3 separate regions of the Zea mays genome follow, and all the other regions are linked to region 3. A link is a contact called in public Hi-C data. All regions are on one chromosome and are shown on one strand. The core of a region is the stretch at or near the end of the contact, and the rest is flanking DNA. Distances in the headings are between cores, read along the strand shown.

The links. A called contact is a pair of places that touch in the nucleus more often than the background predicts.
Region 1: a Hi-C map of ear shows a contact between it and region 3, with 2.2 times the contacts expected there. The contact joins the promoter of LOC100381336 here to the promoter of LOC103641907 in region 3. A contact is called at or near these places in 4 of 25 Hi-C or Micro-C datasets (ear, leaf and tassel).
Region 2: a Hi-C map of leaf shows a contact between it and region 3, with 6 times the contacts expected there. The contact joins the promoter of LOC100285441 here to the promoter of LOC103641907 in region 3. A contact is called at or near these places in 2 of 25 Hi-C or Micro-C datasets (ear and leaf).

What each region holds. Positions count from the first base shown.
Region 1 is chr10:136,953,714-136,956,481 of Zm-B73-REFERENCE-NAM-5.0, forward strand. It overlaps LOC100381336 (ELMO domain-containing protein 2), which reads right to left and starts at 1,343. Exons shown (of 9, transcript NM_001174204.2): 1 at 1,000-1,343; 2 at 781-890; 3 at 45-113. The coding sequence starts at 1,084.
Region 2 is chr10:137,065,195-137,067,894 of Zm-B73-REFERENCE-NAM-5.0, forward strand. LOC100285441 reads left to right here and starts at 1,350. Exons shown (of 3, transcript NM_001158334.1): 1 at 1,350-1,536; 2 at 2,020-2,700. The coding sequence starts at 2,148.
Region 3 is chr10:136,696,839-136,699,619 of Zm-B73-REFERENCE-NAM-5.0, forward strand. LOC103641907 (GATA transcription factor 26) reads right to left here and starts at 1,339. Exons shown (of 8, transcript XM_008665218.4): 1 at 837-1,339; 2 at 1-74. The coding sequence starts at 876.

The DNA of each region.
Region 1 (2,768 bases), core at 93-2,592, 260 kb after region 3:
CATGCTAATGTTAACAAGGTGGTGATATCAGCTAACGCTAGTACCTGATGCTCCAGATTTGAACCATCATACTGCACCTCTATCCGGTTCTGCAACCTATTCAAGCACTCTTCCTGGAACAGAGAATAAACCATAAATGTTCATGTAGGAACTTTCATTGCCCCCATGAATTTTAATAAATAATGGAGGCAATGGCACACAATGTTAATCGCAGAAACATACCCAGTGTCATAACCACTAATGCTACAATGACATGACACTACACTGCTTCATGTTTCCATTATCGCAAAATAAGTAATGAAAATTTCTCTATACGTTTACATCCAAATTGCTCTTTATACGATTTAATATCTCAATTTCTTTTCTCAGAAATCAATCCACAAGGAACAAAGGAAATGTCTCTAACCCCTGCGTCGACATATAGGCTACTAAATTGTGAAACAAAACGAGAACAAGAATTTTTCATCGTCCTATGAATTAGACAACACACAAATTGACACAGTTTTCCTGCTGAAGTGGTGAATCACAATACTAAACATGCATTAGGCTTAAGACAGTACAGCTTCCACAATCGCTTCTATCACGTACGCTCAAAACAGTTTTCCTGTACGTTGCCATGACAATATTGCCAGTTCACATTTAAAACTTTCAGGGGAGGTTTCATCATTCATATTTCAGAATGATCACATGCCACAGGGTTATATCTCGGTTGCTATTTGCTAACGCCCTGTGTCGAAGACATATAAGCAACAAAGGACGGAACGAGAGCGAGCTTTCCACCTGAATGGGACTCAAATCGAAGGACAGGCGCACGTCGCTCTCCCTCCTCTGCGCGCAGACGCATGAAAGCCCCTTACCGAGCCACGCAGTGGACACGCCCACGACCTCAGCTGCGGGCGCACGAGAAAGGGAGGAGAAAAAAAACCATAACCGCCGTGAGCCTCTGCACGCACGAAGGCAAACAGCGTAACCAACCAAACGACGGCGCCGCGCACGTACCCGGGGAAGAGTGGTGACGATGGTGGTGGATGGCGCCACCGGAGAGGCGACGCACGGCGAGGAACGAGCCGGCGTTCTGTTCCATGCCGAACGAACGCGCTCGCGCCCTGCACAGCGCTACGCCTCCTAGGCCTCGGCCTCCCCCCCTCCCCGTGTCTCTCTCCTCCTCCGCGTCTAAGCGCCGCAATCAACGCGGGAACCCATGGCTGGTTGGGGCGGAGGGAGGCCGCAGCTCTCCAATCCTGGCGTGCGCGAGATCCCACGGGCGGATCGACCACGAGGGCTGTCCCCACGAAGGGACGCCCCCGCCCTGTTTTAGCTTTGTTCGTTTGGCTGGCAACTTGGCGCTTCTCTAGTTTGGCCTGGCTTCCGTCCCCGCGAATTATTGCAGTTGCGTTGCGTCGGTGTCAGTTTGAGAAGCCGAGGACGTTTTTGGCGTAGAAAGCAACGTTCCCTTCCTAGGCAGTGCCAGTCTCCCAGAGCCTTTCAAGCAAGGTGGATGCTGAAAGATGGGCCGTGGGCGTATCAGATGAATGTCTTTAGTTCAGGTTGCTATGCCGTGTTTAACCCTAAGACAGGACAGGAGCGAGATCTGAATTTCACTGATGAATATGATGTTAAGAGACAAATCAGTTTATCAAAGACGAATAGAATATGTCAAAGACAGATCAAGGCCATCAACCTTTTCACCAAATGGGCGAATATCCAGATCAGATGTATGTTGGGTTGATGTACAACTTTATCAGTTATGTTATCTTTCACACTACGTACAGTAAAAAGGTCTTATTCGACCCTCTTTTATATAGGGCTAGTTTGAAAACTCAAATCCCGTTCGGGATTGAAGGGGATTCGAGAGGAAATTAGTTCATTTCCACCTCAATCTCCTCCAATCCCGAAGAGGATTCGGAGTTCCCAAAGTAGCCTATAGCGTACATTAAAAGGGCATAGACGAGTACACGAACCGATATGTATCGATACGACGATACCTTCTCATCCCTGCATGTATATCTGGTCTGATCCTACACAGTTAGTGAGGAAAAGCACCACTGCCACCGCTACACCCGACTTACACCGACCGTCGGGGCCTCCTCTATATATGGCATCCTCCTCTAACCTCGAAAGTGATATAAGCATGATGACTATGGCATAAGAGAGCACATATTTAAGATGACCAATTTTGCAAATAAACGTATGTCCTTCTATATGGGATTGAAGAAAGCTTTGTTGTCCACTTAATATTAGTCTCACTATCTAAAGAGTTTGAGACTTTTGTAGTGAATTACAACATGAGTCCTCAAAAGTGGTCAATTAAGAAGCTTATTATACCCAACAAGAGGACATATTTAAGGCTATGAAGGGTGACAATGTAAATCTCATTAAGCAATCACTCTAGAAGAAGCAATACCCTAAGAACCCTTTTGACTCACTTCAAGAATTAGGGCTACCCCAATCAAGAGAATTATTAGGGTAAGAAATTCATGTTTCACCAAACAAGAACATGTTCAAATGGGGAAAGGCCATTCACAAAGTCACATAACAAGGAAGCAAGTTTTAGTGAAGAAAGATCATTTTCTGCATCCCATCCTAGAGAGATGGATGATGACACATGCAGATGTTATCGCCTAGAACAAAAGGGCATCATATGAAGGACCTGTTCTAAAGTGGCTAAACAAGAATAGTATGGATAAAGTTATATTTATAGATAAACCTTTGTGTTTAGATTTTGCCAACTAATACTTAGTAGATTGATTATAGTGTGGTTGTTCATG
Region 2 (2,700 bases), core at 100-2,599, 370 kb after region 3:
TTGTTTCCTGATAATATGTTTTATTTCTTAAATAATATCGTTTTATTAGGTCTAACTGTTGGAGTAAAAAATTTGAGGCCCTAAACATCTTAAATATGGTCCTATTTCAAATTTTAGGACTCCGTTTTAGAATTCCTTCTTAAGTCTAGTTTGGTAACAACATTTTCCTAAATGATTCCTATTTTTTAAAGAGAAAATAAACTAATTTTCATTGAAAAATTGAAAATCGCTTGAGAAAAAAGGTTACCAAACTAATACTTAGAGATGCTTAAGGATGTGTTTGGTTGCAATGACAGGACGGGACGGGATGAGACGATCCCTCAAATAAGGTTGTTTGGTTCAGAGTTAAAGGTTAGGACAGTACTATCTCAGTGTTCTCTCTCAAAATTGGAGGAACGAGAGGGGACACCAGAGGACGTCCCTGATTTGGCTGCCCCGCAACCAAACGCACCCTAAGTCATCACAGAAAGCCATGTTTTTTTTCAATGATCGGCAAGGGTTGATGTTTTTGCGCAGTAAACGGCTCGCTGTAGCCGTAAGAATGTGTGCAACAATCTATCAATAGTTTACATAAAAGTATTTATTTGTATTGTAGATTGTACTATTCGTAAAGTAGAATTTAAATATAAATATATGAATGGGTAAGCTGATATAGTCTAAAGGCATGTACAATGGTGTTTAATGTAGAGACTCTTGAGATGTTTAAAGGGAGTATTTGCAAAAAAAATCGTGGAGCCATCTCTTCGTGAAGAGACGCCTCTAGCTCGTAACCCAAGTAGCAACAAACACGTCACTCTCCATTGTACGAAATTGTCGTCTGTTCTATTGATCCGATGCTGTACAAACACATTTACTTCTGTATTTATTAATAGACTACATTTATAGACACTATATTGTATAATTGAGTCTTTTAATTATCTCTTATGTTTGGAGAATCGTTTTGGTGTCTTCTCATTATACATGACTTAACAAAAACAAAAAGAAGGACCACAACCTACAAGAAACAAAGCTGTGTGATCAGTATAAAAGACTAAAGTAAGCTTGTGATTACCGGCGGTAAACGGCTGGCTGTAGCAAGCTATAGGCTATAGCAGCGGAGCAGCCACGCGTTCCACCAGTAAATCTGTCCGTTCCATTAAAATTTCTAAGGGTTAATTTGACAACTTAATTTTATCAAAAAATAATTTAATTTTCTTTAATAAAATATAAATCTTTTAAAGAAAGTTACCAAACTAGTTGTAGAGGTAAAAACTGAGGAGGAAGAAAAGCAAGGGAAGCAAATATCATACGCCCCCACTTCCGACTCCGAGCAGAGCTCCACAACAGTTACCACGCCTTTCGCTTTTTCTTTTGTCCTCCACTCCACTTCCCCTCTTCACGAGAGGAGAGAGAGAGAGAGAGAGAGTGCGTGCGAATGCGGAGTTACTCGGGGACTGGTACGAGCGGAGCAGGGGTGGGCGGTGGGGGAAGCGAGTGGAAGATTGGGAGCCAAGAGCACGGAGAGTGCCCCGGGATCTTCACCTCCCATCATTCGAGGTGACTATTTCTTTCGTTTCAGTTAAGCTTCTCGGATTCGGGATGGTTGCGTCTCTTGTTTGCGAAGGAGATGGGGATGCGCTGGTTTTGCTGGTTATTTTTGGGTGTGTCTGGGAAAGTTCTGAATGCGGTTTGGGTGCATTTTCCGGGTAGCGAACGGGGGATTTCAGGTGTGGTTCTTGGGATTTTGCGTCGGCGAGGGAGTCGTGGGATTTAAGCAACGCAGGAATAATTTGGTGGGTTGTTGTTTTCGCAAGAGAGTAATGTCTAATCCGATGGATTGAAGCATTGAACGGCACTTTTCGTGTTTGCACAGTGTGGAGTTTGTCCTACTTCCGGGAGTTGCTTGGCTTGGTGGCGCCCAGAATTAGTCTGGAAGCAGGTTGGATTCTTGGAACTCTTTGGATTGAGGCGAACGGTTTCCTTCATCTCCTTGCTCCTCGCCCATTTTTTTAGACAATGAAATCCTTGTGGTTCTTGTAGGGTGGAGTGCTGTCTGCGCAGAAATCTGCTCACCGGGTGCCAGGAAACAGGTGGCTGTAGAGAATTGCTTGGGGATTCGTCAAGAAACGACCCAGTAGGTGGTTGTGCACTTGTTATGCTGAGACTGAATGGAGGCTGTAGACAAGATTGCTGAGCCCAAAGACCCTTTTGTGCTCACTGCCCAGAAGGTTCAGAGCTCGGAGCCACCGATACCTATAAAGGCGTCATGTGAAGGGAATGACTCCCAACAGCAAGAAGAGACGGATTTGCCAGATGATGGCGAAGAGAGCTTCCGGAGCATGGATTCCTCTGATGAAGGTGTCCGGAGCTCCTTCTCTGGGGCTAGTCACCCTCCAGAGCCTATTGACATGGATATCATGAAGACAGTCTATGTTGCAATCGACGAGAAGTCCGAGCCACCGGTTAGTTTAGTGCGAGGAGTCTCGGTGAAGGGGCCTTTCATAGATGACCTCTCGATCCGTGTTACAGGCGCAAAGGCAAATCTGGTGGTAGGTGCAGGCGGTGCTGAAGGTATGGCTGAAGAGAGGAAGGTATCTGCTTCTGCAGTGGCATCAGTCACCACAGCAAGGTCGTCTCAGGCTACCTCTTTGCCTCAGGACTCGGAGGAGAAGGAGTGCGTCTGGGACGCTTCACTCCCTCCGAGTGGCAATGTTAGCCCTC
Region 3 (2,781 bases), core at 89-2,588:
CGTTCTCCACCTCGAGCCACACGCATTGCAGAGCACCGGCTTATCTGGTGGCCCATTCCGCCACAGCGGAGTACCTGTTCCAGCATTTTGCCATGAGACATCCATCAAAACTGATGCACAAAAATATGCCGGGCATACAAGCTCAGAGTCAATATCACAATTTACATGTAGTAGGAGATGATGCCATGGTAGGGAACATAGAAAACAGGTAATAAACTATACACATTAGCAAGAATGTATCCAGAAGGCATCCTGAAACTAATTACATACATTCTGACTAAACGTTTCAGATAAATGCCTTTAGTGCCTCAATGTTCAGTTCAACTGTACATTCGAATTCTGATTTTATCTGATTGGCAGAAGCAAATGGTTATTTTCTTATTGTAGAATAGGAGTCTGAGCTGCAGCTAATCTCCCATTATCTGCAGAAGTTATATAAGAAGTGTATATCCACCGTAGTCAAAAGGTCTAAATGTGTTCCGTGATAATCTGTTCTCTCAGGTTGAGAATTTTACAACCATATCCACGGACTTCTCTCGAACACTCACAGGCAGTTCACAGACTTCTCTCGAACACTCACAGGCAGTTCAATGAATTCGGACTAGTAACAAACCATCAGCAAAGACACAAAGAACACGGAAACATGAGGAACCCGAGTCCCACGCACTTCAAAGATTTCGTCTGAGTCCCACTTCCCAGATGCATAATTGGGGGAAATCATCCCCAAAAAAGCACTACTTGCTGAGAAACAAAGGGGAAAGGGAACGAAAAAGAGATAAAAATAAATAAATAACAACTGGAACAAATATCTCTAGCTTTATTGAAGAAGAGCTCACTTGTGACTCCGCAATGACGGCAGGGTCCTTGCTTTCCCATGATTGTCTCTGCTCCTCCCACCCCACAGGTGAAGAAGAACGGACCAGAGGAAAATCCCAAGGAAACAAACACGGAAGAAACAAAGCACAAACAAGCAGTTTCGCCTGTACAATTGATTTTTTGAGCAAACGAAAGGGGAAAAAATTAAATATATGTATCTGTATGAATCTCGTCAAACCCAGAGGGGATTCCTGGGGACAATTCCACAGCCCATGGAGTTCCCAAAAACCAAGTCCTGCTTGGTTGGTGTTCTTCCCCCCTTGTTCCTTTCTATTGTTTTCAGTCTTTTAGAGAGAGAGGGGTGAGGAGAGAGAGACGGGGGGAAAGGGGTGGAGAAATAATAGAGGAACGAAGGAATGCAGAAGCAGCGTGGAGGGGATTCACAAAGTCCGGGTGAAAGGCACTCGAGGAGGAATCCAAAAGAATTATAGTTTAAAAGCTGGATGTTTTTATTAACTATAATAATAAAGAGAGATAATCAACTAGGAATTGGGCAAAGCAGGGAAAAGAGATGAGACAGAGAGAAATATTTTTCAGGCCCTGGGGTTGGTTTTTGTTGTGATTTCATTTCATCCAATTTCGTTATTATTCATGTGGATGTGACTATGTTAAAGATTAGGATGTTCCTTTGCACTAGGGATGAAAACGGTTTTGGAATTTTTCGGAATTCCGGAAACCGATTTCGAAAATTTTCGATCGGATTCACCGGTAACGGTATTTTTCGGAAACGGAATCGGTTTTCGGAATTTTCTATCGGAATCGGTATCGGAATCGGCGTGGTGTTTTACCGACCGTTTCCATCGGTTACCGGTTTTTGTCGGAAATTACCGGATTTGTGTCTCGGATTTTTCCGGAATTGTGTCTCGGAATTTTTTCGGAATTTTTTTCGGAATTTTCCAGCATGTGATTTTTTCGCATCGCCTGTACATTTCTGGATAAGGATTGCTTATTTTTGTATTTTTTGGACGCTTTAAGATTTTTTTGGGGTTAGATGGTGTTGGAAGGCAATTGAGATTAACGATTTGGTCTCTCGAACGAATCCATCATTTTCTATGCACATGTTATGTATTAGTAATATATAATGATAGAGAGCCGACAGTCTGTCTTTTTCACACACTAGATTTTAGGGTTTTCCTGTGAGGCTATGAAAAAACCCTTTATGTGAGGAAAAAATATTTCATGAGTAAGCATGTCATGTCAACTAAATCGAGTGGATATTGTGAATTGTGAACTTTGAGTCTGTGAACTTGTGATCTTTATGAACTTGTTATATTGTGAACTTGTGATCTTTGTAAACTTTTTATATTATAAATTTGTGATCCTTGTGAACTTGTTATATTGTGAACTTGTTATATCATGAATTGTGAACTTGTGGTATTTGTGATCTTTTGTCAATTTTGTTTTATTGTGAAGTTTGATACGTTTACCGATCGTATTTTAGATTTTGACCGTTACCGATGTATTTTCCGCACCGAACTTTCGTTTCCGATGTTTCCGAAATACCGATGTCGTTTCCGTTTCCGGAGTTATCGTTTCCGATTTTGTTTCCGATAAAAAATATGGAAACGGTAATGGTTTTAGTGTTTACCGACCGTTTCCGACCGTTTTCATCCCTACTTTGCACTAATGAGTCAGTTTGCTTACCTTTAAAGCCCTCCACTCTGGGTACACTAAAAGAATCTTTTTGCCTTGTGCCATTTGCATCTCACCCCCTCCAGAAAGAGCACATGCTCAACCCAACAAATTCGTGTACCACACTGATACGCTACACGAGCTTAAACTGCTCAACCGGAGATCGATTGTGTATCATGTGAAGTTGACATTGAGAAGTCCATTTTGATAGGTTAGAATAATTTTTATCGGGCACGATGGAATTTGGTGTACGCACTTTAGGCGTGCTATTGC